2 separate regions of the Gossypium hirsutum genome follow, and region 2 is linked to region 1. The links are chromatin contacts, called in public Hi-C maps. All regions are on one chromosome and are shown on one strand. Each heading gives the region's core, a stretch centred on a gene start, on an enhancer-like site or on the middle of the called end of the contact. The rest is flanking DNA. Distances are from core to core; before and after follow the strand shown.

Region 1 (5,297 bases), core at 215-2,714:
CCAAAGTGAATTTAGTTGTCAAATTCAAAAACCACGAAGCTTGCTTTTTAAGTTCAAAAGTCAAAAGTTACATTACCCCTTTTTCATCATAATCATTAATAAAATGGACTTAAATAAATAATAATTTTTAAATTTAAAAATCAATATGAATCTATTTATTAAATTCATGGACCAAAAATTACATTATCCTTATTTTAGATTACTAAACTACATCTTTGGCAGTATTTAAAAGTGTCCTACTTGTAGTGTGTCTCTGAAGTCTGTACCCCCACTGTTGCAATAAAAATTTCACCTTTATTACTTCTGGTGGGCTGAAGCTGACTGTCTACTGTGAGGCTTACAGGTTGTTTGGCTTTAAGTGTGTTCATCTGTCATGAACACTAAGTTAATAAATTTGAACTAGTGATGACCCTTTTTAGCTACCTACCTGCCCCACTCTTACTCATCATATTATCAAAACATATACTCCACCAGGGTGTAATGATCAAAATTTTCACTTCCCCTCTACTTGTTAAAATTTCCGCCTATTTCATCATTAATTTTAATACCACTATTATAATATTTAATTTTATTGTTAAAATAATTAAATTATTATCATTATTGTTTTTAATTTCATTAAAAATAACATCACGAGTGATCTATAAAATCTTAAATCGTAGCTCAAATAAAATGTCTAATCATTCTTTATAATTGTAAAATGAAATATTTAATTGATCTACTAATTATCGAATTCAAACTCAAGTAAAATATTTAAGAAAAAAATAATAAATATTCAAATTTGAAGAATAAAAGTTAAATGTAATATCATGTTAAAAACATAGTGAAATATTGTTGTCAGTGTACGAGAATTTGGGTTCGAATGCGTTGAAACGCATTATCTTTCTATTTAAAGGTTGCAGAGTAAACTTTTGACCTGGCCCGAAAAGTAGGAGGGTTTGGGCAAAAATATAGGTCTTCGACACGAACTCAACCCAAATTTACAAAAAGAAAAAAATATGTTGTTTTCTTATTGTTTTCTCACTGTTTTGTTGTCATTTCACTTTTTATTGATACTATTTTGTTGATATTGTTTGAATATTGTATAACTTTTATTTTAATGTTAATTTTGCTACAATTTTGAAGACATTTGCTTGTTAAGTTGCACTTATGTTAGTGTTATTTAAGTATAAAGATTTTTTTTAAATTTATTTCAATTGGTTGGAAAATATTTATTTTAATATTTTTAGTGTTTTTGATGTATTATATATATATTTTAAAAATTATATAAAAATTTAATATGGATAAGTCAAGTCGGGTCTTATTTTTAGTATTTTTATTCGAGTCGAATTTAAGTAAAATTTTAGGCCCATTTTCGGGCTAAACCTATCAAATGAGTCTAAAATTTTGTTAAGACTTGACTCAAACCCGACCCATGGACAGGTCTATTGGAGATGGGTTATGAGTAGTAATAGACATTGTATTAAAAAAATAAATATAACAAGAAAGTTAAAAAAATGAAAAGTTTTCTAAACAATTTGAGTTAATTTCTTATGACCAAAATAATTAATTAAAATATATAATTAGGGGGGAAAAAGTTTAACTGATTTCCCTTTCTTTAAAGGCGCACACATCTCATTCACATACTTTTTCTGTCTTTAGGTTTTCAATTTATTTTATGGGAAAATCGCTGCCCGGCGCAACCAAGCTTCAACATCTCGCAAAGGTTACCGGCGCCGCCCACCATCTTAACACAACTGGGAAAAACCCAAAACCCACTACTCTGAACCGGCGGATTATAAGTGAAGACAACAAACCCAATTCCAAGAAGAAGATGGAGAGCTCCAGTGCCAGTCAACGCCTCCCACTTTCCGAAGTCGTCTCCGATTGCGTTAAACGTTGGTTCAAAGATACTCTCAAGGAAGCCAAAGCCGGGGACGTTAACATGCAGGTTCTTGTGGGTCAAATGTATTATAGCGGTTATGGGGTTCCCCGGGATGCCCAAAAGGTTTCTCCTTTTTCTTTTCCCCCTTATTTGGTTCCTAAAGACTTCCCTTTTAATTTCACTTTTGTCTGGGTTTAGGGTTTATGCTTTGCTATTGTGAATTTATGGTTGCTTAGGAAAATGCAATACATATTTACTAATGAATTTTAAGAATTTGCCGTTTTGCTGTATAAAATTCATTACAAGATGAAGTTTGGAGCTTTTGTTCTATTTTCTTAGGTTCCAAGATTAACTAGAAGCAGCAACAGGGTTTTTGGATTAGTTTATCTTATTTCTCATTTTGTTTCTTCCAACTAAGTTTGTCTTTGTTTCTAAGTTTAGCTTCGGTGTATTGGTATTATAGGGAAGAATTTGGATGACAAGGGCGTCGAGGCTGCGGTCTTCTGTTTGGAAAGTCAGCGATAAGCATCCAGGTTCACCTCTGTAAATATTAGTATCTTCATCACCTTGTAAGTGATAATTTCCTAATTGTTTGCTTTTTTCTGTTTGCTGTGGTCGGTCTTTTATCAGGTTATAATGCGAGTGATTCAGATTCGGATGAAATCAAGGGTGATTCTTGAGTTTAACATACTTGGTCTCTGCATTTCGAACATTTAGAATCGTGAGTTCCTTATTGCTCTGCTGTGGTCTTCATTTCATTAATTTGTGTTCTTCACTGCTGTGAATGATGTATAAGAATAATCCTATAAGATTTAGAGCTGTGAGTGCCTCATTGCTCAACGTTGGTCCATTTGTTTAGCTGGCATTTTTCACTGCGCTGAAGATTGTATAAATAATAGTCATAAGTTCTGTTGCTGCTAGTTTGGTCACACAATTAAGTCTCTATCCCTGACTTTTGGGTGTGTATTTCACCAGAGAGTGCTGAAGTTGCACATTTTATATTCTTAGGTTTAGGACTTGGTCCTGTTATGTAATCATTGAGCATGGATAATTTATAATCTATTTATTTCATATTATTTGCTACAATTTCACCCAAATCTGCACATGTTCTGTGATGAAACTATTTATATCGTAGGTTTGGACTATGATCAGTCTAGACTATTTTTGTACCTAAATTCATATTCTTCTGTTAGATGATGTTTGTTTTATGTCATTCGGGGACATTGGTTATTGTGCTTGAGCCAGCCATGGATTACCTGTTATTTTTCCCCTTATCCCACTCATAGAACACTTTACTAGGCCTGATATGAATAGCACTTGTTTAATGGGATTTACTTGACTAAAGATGAATGGCAAGAGCCTCCATTACTTGACTTGTTCAATGTGCAGACATGCATACTCATTCTAATTCCTTTTGAGGAATGTAGGGGAAGGGGAATGATGGGTTTTAATTGTGATAAGTCAAGCTGAGCTCTTTCATATACTAGTGTTTTGCTCATTTACAAGCTAGATCAAGTAGGCTTACTATACTAACATATTTGACTTCATGCATTAGTGATCTCAAACATATTTGAGCTAAAGCATCGCAGAACCCTAATTTATCCAAGCTCAAAAGTGGCTTATGAGCTGCTCAGCTAAGGTGTAAGCCTCCTTTATGGGTTTGTCCTCGTAATTCCACCCTTGTTTAAGTGGTCTTGGTTCACGTGTAAATCTTCTGATAAACTAGATGGAAAGCTCATTAAAAAGAGGGACCCATTTATCTATGTGCGCTTAGAATCGTTTATAACTATTTACTTGTGACACCTTTGGCCATTCAAAAGACAGCACAACTCTTACTGAGAATGAGCATATGGTCCTATATACCACAATACATGCAGGAGTCAAAAGTGACTGCTGCTGCAGTGCCAATGGCGGATATTCTTGGGTTTCTGAACAAGCTTTATTTCAAATGCTTCATGGTTCAGGTGGATTGAATATCACGTGGATTATTAGATAATTGTGACCATCCTTCTTCCCGTTGTTGTATAACATCTCTATTGACAGCAACATGAATGAACAGAGTTTAATCCTCTCTTACAGGAAGTAATGTCTTTTCTACTTATTTGCAGGGTCCACATGGTGGTCATGCCTGTTTTGTCTCCTTGAAAGTTCCTTGTTCCTGTGTTGTAACTCTTTTTTTTTTTTTCCCTTTCTTTTTTGTAATTTGGTTTTGGTTTTTATAAAGTGTTCCTTTTTTATATATAAAAAAAATACAAAAGTCATCTGTTTATTATCATAATATAACTTGTTAATGTTGCCTTTAGACGCAGGAACACTGTTGAATTATGATTTTTCTGGAAAAAAAAATCCGTTTGATCCAAATATTTATGTTATCATATGAAGAACAAGATGTATATTATCGTACTTATTAGCACTTTGATCTCATTAGCAGTTTATAAAAGAAAATGCATATTAACCAGAATGCATATACAGTTGCATATTTATCTGGTACAATAATTGACATGGTCAAGGATTATGGTTCTCTCCTGACATGGTCAAGGATTATGGTTCTCTCCTACACAAGGAATGAGCCAAATGTGAACTAAATAAGGAAAAAAAGCAGAACATTAGCTTCTTGGAAGTTTTTTTAAGTTATTATATTATTCAATAATAGAGCTTAATCTATTTGTTAGACAAAAATTAAGTATAAATAAATACAGTTGAGAGAGTCAATAAAATATATAATACAAGAAAAAAAATAGAATATATACATGTACATGTATGGGGTTCAATTGAAATGGTCAAATGGAATAACCAAAAATAAAAAAAGGATAAATTTATTTATTTTCACTCACTTGAGTCATGCTATTATATATATACACGGAGGAGTATATTTAGTAAAATTTGATTTGAAAATGAGCTAAAATAGGATTAATAAATTCATTTATCAAAATCTTGAAAGAAAGACAAAATTTGAAGTTTAATTATAAATACAGCTAGTGCCTGCACTGAGATGATTTCCCTTTCGCCAAATTAAGAAAGGTTTAATTCTATTCTAAGGCCCTATACTCTTTTCACAATTTTTGGGTACAAATTCGAGTTACAATGGGCTTTTTACTCTCTCAAATCTTTTTGACGTTTGAAATTTAGTTCCTTTATTCTTTTGATTTAGCATTTGAATAACATTGTCGAGAATTTGATCAAATTTAAATATGTACTATTTTTTTTTTTTTAAAAAAATGCTCACACATCGATTTAAAGTTACATAAAATCTGAATTTCACTTTATTTCTATGAAACAATGCTAAAAAACCTTGCAAAGACGGAAAAACTTACAACTCTAAGTTTAACGTTTTTATTTGCTTGTCGTGTAATATTAGCAATACGAGCAAAGTTTTTTATTTTAAAAAATACCATATAATCTGATTTAATTCAACTTCTTTGATATGGTTATCAAT
Region 2 (5,765 bases), core at 456-2,955, 270 kb before region 1:
AATAAAATCCCACACTGGGTCCCAATTTCACTAACCATTGAACCTTTAATACAATACCACATCCCTTTAAAGGTAACACCAAAAAATTAGTAGAGAAGTGAACCTCTTTGACATTGCTAAGGAATTCTTTGCTCAATCCCTAGTAAAACTTCAACCCCCCTTTAACTATGGCTATCATTGTTTGACATTATTTTCAAACAGGCAAACTCAAATTACTCAGACTCAAATTATTTCATGTACCACCATCCCAGACATCAAGGTTCAAGATCATCTGAACAATCTACAAATGACTCGGACTCATTCTCCCTATCGCTCTCTTTTAACAATATATAATAGAGTTGGGATCTAGTACATGTATATTCGTAACTACATTGAACCCTAAAACAAAAGCATAACCCTATTTTTTGATCCTCAATTTTAGTAAGGCTAGGAAATTTGGTATTAGGTATGGGAACATTGGTAAAGGTAGGTTTGGTAACAGTTTGAGAATGATTAAAACCAAAAAATTTACTTGTACTCTGAGAAGACTGATTTGGAGAGTAATTAGTTTTAGGATTGGCTATACTCTGAAAGAACTGACTAGGATTATAATGTGATTTAGAGTTAGTATTCATGATAGTTACTAGCAGATTTATGCAAAGTAGTGTAGTTTCATTTCTAGTTAGTGTGGACTTCAGGTTTTGCTTGCCTAGCCATGTGAAGGGCATCAATTAAGTTCTTTGGCTTAAGCAACTTAAAGTACTAAGAAAAATGCTTAAGGTATATGAATTAGAAAGGGAAAGCTGGTTGAGTACACTTGCAAATTCTTCATTGAATTGTTCAACAGGCCCTGTTTGCTTCAATGCGACCAACTCTGTCATTAGATCCTCAAATGCTGGGGTGGAAACATATACTTCATGTTGTTAAAAGTCTAGAATTTGGGTACCCAAGGACTTACGATCTCAGCCTTTACTAAGATAAATATTTTATTATTTAAAAAAAGCAATTTACCATATTTTTTAATATTTACATTATAGTATATTTATTTTTATATATGATAAATCACATAATACATAAGAGAAAAGAAAATAATAATATATTATAAACTTGAAAGTGGGTCGAGTAGGATTAGGCTTGAGCGTTGAATATTAGAGTCTAAGCTTATCCAATACTTAAAATAAACTTAATTTCTTACCCAAACCCATTTTTTAAGCTTAATATTTTTTTTAAACCCTTCAAGTTTGAGTGAACCATCAAGATTGGGCAACTAACCCAGTTCTCGGACAAACCTACCATGTTATATATAGATGAATTGAAATTGTCTTATTTAACTAAGAATGGGACACATAATTTTTCCATTACTAATTAATAGATGGGTGATTCAGATGATCAATCAATATAATTTATCTTAAGATTAAATCACTTTTTGAGCTTGAATTTAACAATTATTTTTACATTCGACCTCAACTTTTTTTTTTAAATTAAACCCTAAAGTTTGCAATTGTTGATACACTCTTGAATTTTGTTTTTCAACTTAGGCCTTCAACTTGGCACTTTTCATCCACCATTACTACATATCTGGCCTAACAAGCCCAACCACTGAAATATCAAGATTCGTTTTTGTTTTGGGGGGTTCCCGGAAACCTGTCATCCATTAGAAAGCCACTCAAAGCATCCGCTCTTAATTCCGAGTTGGAACTGAACTACCTACTCTTACGACGAAGTATGGCGCTTGCAACAGCGCCACGTCCACCTCCTCTGCTTCTTCCATCTAAAGCCATCAACATCCCAAACCCTCCTTCATTTGACCCCCACAGTCGCATCCTCAATTCTTTGAAACAATGTACCCACATCTCTCAGCTCAAACAAATCCACGCCCTGACCCTTCGTTCCACTTCACCGTACCATCCAAAAACCTTCTTTTTATACTCTCAGCTTCTTCATTTCTCTTCCTTCCTTGACTTAAACTACGCTCTTCAACTTTTCAATCAAATTCAAAACCCCAATTCCTTCATGTGGAACACACTTATAAGAGCCTGTGCCAATGATGTTAACAACAAAGAACAAGCCATGAGGCTTTATTTCGAGATGCTAGAGCAAGCTCTGGTTTCTCCTGATAAGCATACTTTTCCATTTGTTTTGAAAGGTTGTGCTTACTTGTTTGATGTATCTGAAGGGATACAAGTTCATGCCCATGCTTTGAAACATGGGTTCGGTTCCGATGTTTATGTAAATAACAGTTTGATTCATTTCTATGCAAGTTGCGGGTTTCTGGACTTGGCTGAAAAAGTGTTTGTTAAAATGCCTGAAAGAAGCTTGGTTTCCTGGAATGTGTTGCTTGAAGGTTTTGTTCAGTTTGGTAAGTTCAATATTGCTCTAAATCTGTTCAGGGAAATGCGGAATACGTTCGATCCTGATGGGTATACACTGCAAAGTATTCTAACTGCTTGTGCTGGTCTTGGGGCTTTCTCTTTGGGTGCGTGGGTTCACGCTTATTTGTTGAAGAAGTGTGATTTTAATTTGTCCATTGATGTTTTCATCAACAATTCTTTGGTGGATATGTATTGCAAATGTGGGTCTTTAGAATTAGCTCACCAGGTTTTTAAGAGGATGCCAAAACGTGATTTAACTTCATGGAATCATATGATCCGAGGATTTGCAATGCATGGTCGAGCTGAGGCAGCAATTAGATGTTTTGATAAAATGATTAGGACAGAGCGTTTCAGACCAAATTCCATTACGTTCACTGGCGTTTTGAGTGCTTGTAATCATAAAGGCATGGTTTCTGAAGGTCGTCTGTATTTTGACATGATGGTTATTGATTACAAGATTAAACCTGCATTAGAGCACTATGGGTGTTTGGTTGATCTTCTAGCCCGTGCAGGGTTTATTGATGAAGCTCTTGGCCTTGTATCAACGATGCCTATGAGACCTGATGCAGTCATCTGGAGAAGCCTTCTTGATGCTTGTTCTAAGAAGAATACAAGTGTTGAGCTAAGTGAAGAGTTGGCCAGGCAAGTCGTTGAATCGGATAGAGACATTGGCAGTGGTGTTTATGTTCTGTTATCAAGAGTTTATGCATCAGCTAGTAGGTGGGATGATGTTGGATTGGTAAGGAAATTAATGACCGATAAAGGCATAAAGAAAGAGCCTGGATGCAGCTCGATCGAGATCAATGGTGTTGCTCATGAACTCTTTGCAGGAGATACGTCTCATCCTCAAACTAAAGAAATATACCAGATGCTAAAGGTGATTGATGAAAAAGTAGAATCGGTTGGTTATTCACCTGACTATTCACAAGCACCTATGATCGACGAACTTAATGAAACTAAACAACATTCCCTTAAGCTGCACAGTGAAAGACTAGCCATTGCTTTGGGGCTTTTGAAGTTGCAACCAGGTATGCCAATACGTATTTTTAAAAACCTTAGGGTATGCAATGACTGTCATGAGGTAACGAAACTGATCTCCAGAGTTTTCAATGTCGAGATTATAGTACGAGATCGTGCCAGATTTCATCACTTTAAAGATGGCTTCTGCTCATGCTCGGATTATTGGTGATAATTGTTCCAAGTGTATAGCTAGTAACAAGTAAATTACATAATGCACATGTCAATGAAATCTGTCACCTTTTATTATTTGTGGCAACATTAAGTTTTCATATGGATGATGCCATTCTTACAATGCTTGAGGCCACTTGATTTCTGCAGTCTGCTGTACAAGTTTTATGTTCCAGATGGCAATAACAACATAATTATTTCAAGTTCACAGAGAAGGAGTTGAAAACATCCTCTCAATAATTCAATTCAAGAAGCGTGCAACAAATTGTAACAAAAATAACTCTACAAGGCCATAAGGGAGCAAAATTAAAAACTGCGAGAAGTTAGAACAGAAGCAATCAGATCATCTATAGCTTGAATTCGAAAAGCTTGAAATGATTACCTTCTTTCATGGCAGGAACATTACTCGATACTGAACTTTACCCAACTTATCGTTGGAAAAACCGCAGTGGGATGTAGGAGACTCGATGAAAACTTCTAGCTTATATTTGAAGAGTCTGAGTAGGATGTACAAAGCATGTTGATTCTGAAACACCTATGACATTCCCTCAATGTAGCTCATGGATTTATTCCTTGTTTTACAAAGTCTCTTGCCACTGGAAAAAAAATGTACCAAAAGATAAGTCACATAGATCATTAGAAACCATGTAATGTGAAACAAAACCGAAAGACTAACCATAAATAAAATGGTATAGGGGTACTTGATATATTTACCTAATGAGATACAGTGCTCATTAATAAAACTGTTAAGCATGTTCATATCAGACCCTTGCATCAAGGGTTATATACAATTGAGCTAATTCCGATCAAAATTTAGGTTTATCATGACAAGTTTATATAATTGGCTTTCATACAATAATTTCCAAAAACAAAATTGTCCAAAGGATGAAACAACTCATTTTAGTTTTTGAAGTATATTAACTTTCTATTTAGTAGACTAGTGCAACATCATACTGGTGACAAAACCAGAGTTTAGTTTATGCAGTAGATTAACTCAGTTTAGCATGCCTAATGGCACATCATATGGGCTAATTCTCCCACAAAATGTTGTTCTCAAAAACTAGCCGTATAGCATTAAAATACCCTCCATTTAGTACGGTTAATTGTATATGAGCAATAAAATCAATCACAAAGATAACAACGCCGACTACGAATTTGGCAAGCTACCAAAAACTCAAGATCAAGAATCCTAGGTACATAAATTAAACCCCCAAAACAAAATTTTAAACTAGCAAAGGTCCAACGTCCAACAATTCCATTTACATGAAAAATCACTTAAGATAATGTGTGCTTACGACAAGAATGAAAAGGCAGTTCATTTTGAGCTAGAAATGTTTCGAGTACTGATTATAAAACCTCAACTCTTAATGCTACATCATATATTTGGTGACACGATTGAGAAGATGTTGCATTTGGATCTACACAAAAAAATCACATTTGCAAATTCTTGACGTTGCAAGTTGCAATCACCAAATAGAACACAAATGCTATATGAACAGAAAAAGAAATAACCAAAGGAATGCATATGCAATTAGGATGAATATAAAAACCAGAGCAGCTGAAAGAGACGTCTAACCTTTTGATGCTGATGGAACTAACACAACATGCATATCAGCATTGTTGGGAGGAAGTTGCAAGCGAAGAGGAAAGAGCTTCCCATTCAAAGGACTCCGAGTACACACCACAACATCCTCAAGGCCAGACTCTTCTTTTAATTTATGAGCCAGTTCATCCACACCATTACCCTTGAAACTAAAAGAGTACCCTTCAATTGCCTCATCATCAACCTCCCCACTGTCATCTGCAACATGGAAGTATATTGTCCTTCCTTCGGATTTTGGTGGGGAACCCACATAAGAATCACTTGACTACAAATAAAAAAAATGTAAATTGAATCAAACCATTAAAAACAACCCAAATGATCCAAGAGTTAGATTCTTTTTTTAAAGTTGAGATCTTCAAACCTCTTGTCTTGAAAAGTGGGCAGATTTGCCTGAAATTGAAGAAGGTGAATCAAAGTCCAATGAATCTGAGTGAGGAATGGGAGGAGGGTGTTGAATATTCGCTGAGGGCTTCTCTTGAATCTCCACAATATCCACATCCCACAACACCCAATCCTGAGTAGCGGTCCTATGAGGAATATCGTGAGTCACCGAGTTCCTCCAAGGTGGTAACCCTCCATTAGCTCTCAAAAAGTTCCCGTACCGAGTCTTGAGCTTGACTTCA

The links. Hi-C and Micro-C count contacts between places; a contact is called where the count stands out from the background.
Region 2: a contact with region 1 is called in a Hi-C map of leaf, with 1.9 times the contacts expected there. The contact joins the promoter of LOC107948960 here to the promoter of LOC107948974 in region 1. A contact is called at or near these places in 2 of 34 Hi-C or Micro-C datasets (both in leaf).

The regions. Positions count from the first base shown.
Region 1 is chrA04:78,883,647-78,888,943 of Gossypium_hirsutum_v2.1, reverse strand. LOC107948974 reads left to right here and starts at 1,464. Exons shown (of 4, transcript XM_016883658.2): 1 at 1,464-1,984; 2 at 2,325-2,394; 3 at 2,492-2,582; 4 at 3,970-4,222. The coding sequence starts at 1,655. The coding sequence ends at 2,541.
Region 2 is chrA04:79,153,808-79,159,572 of Gossypium_hirsutum_v2.1, reverse strand. It overlaps LOC107948960 (pentatricopeptide repeat-containing protein At1g59720, chloroplastic/mitochondrial), which reads left to right and starts at 1,705. Exons shown (of 1, transcript XM_016883640.2): 1 at 1,705-4,008. The coding sequence starts at 1,705. The coding sequence ends at 3,540. LOC107948961 reads right to left here. Exons shown (of 3, transcript XM_016883641.2): 1 at 5,504-5,765; 2 at 5,116-5,407; 3 at 3,592-4,135. The coding sequence ends at 4,098.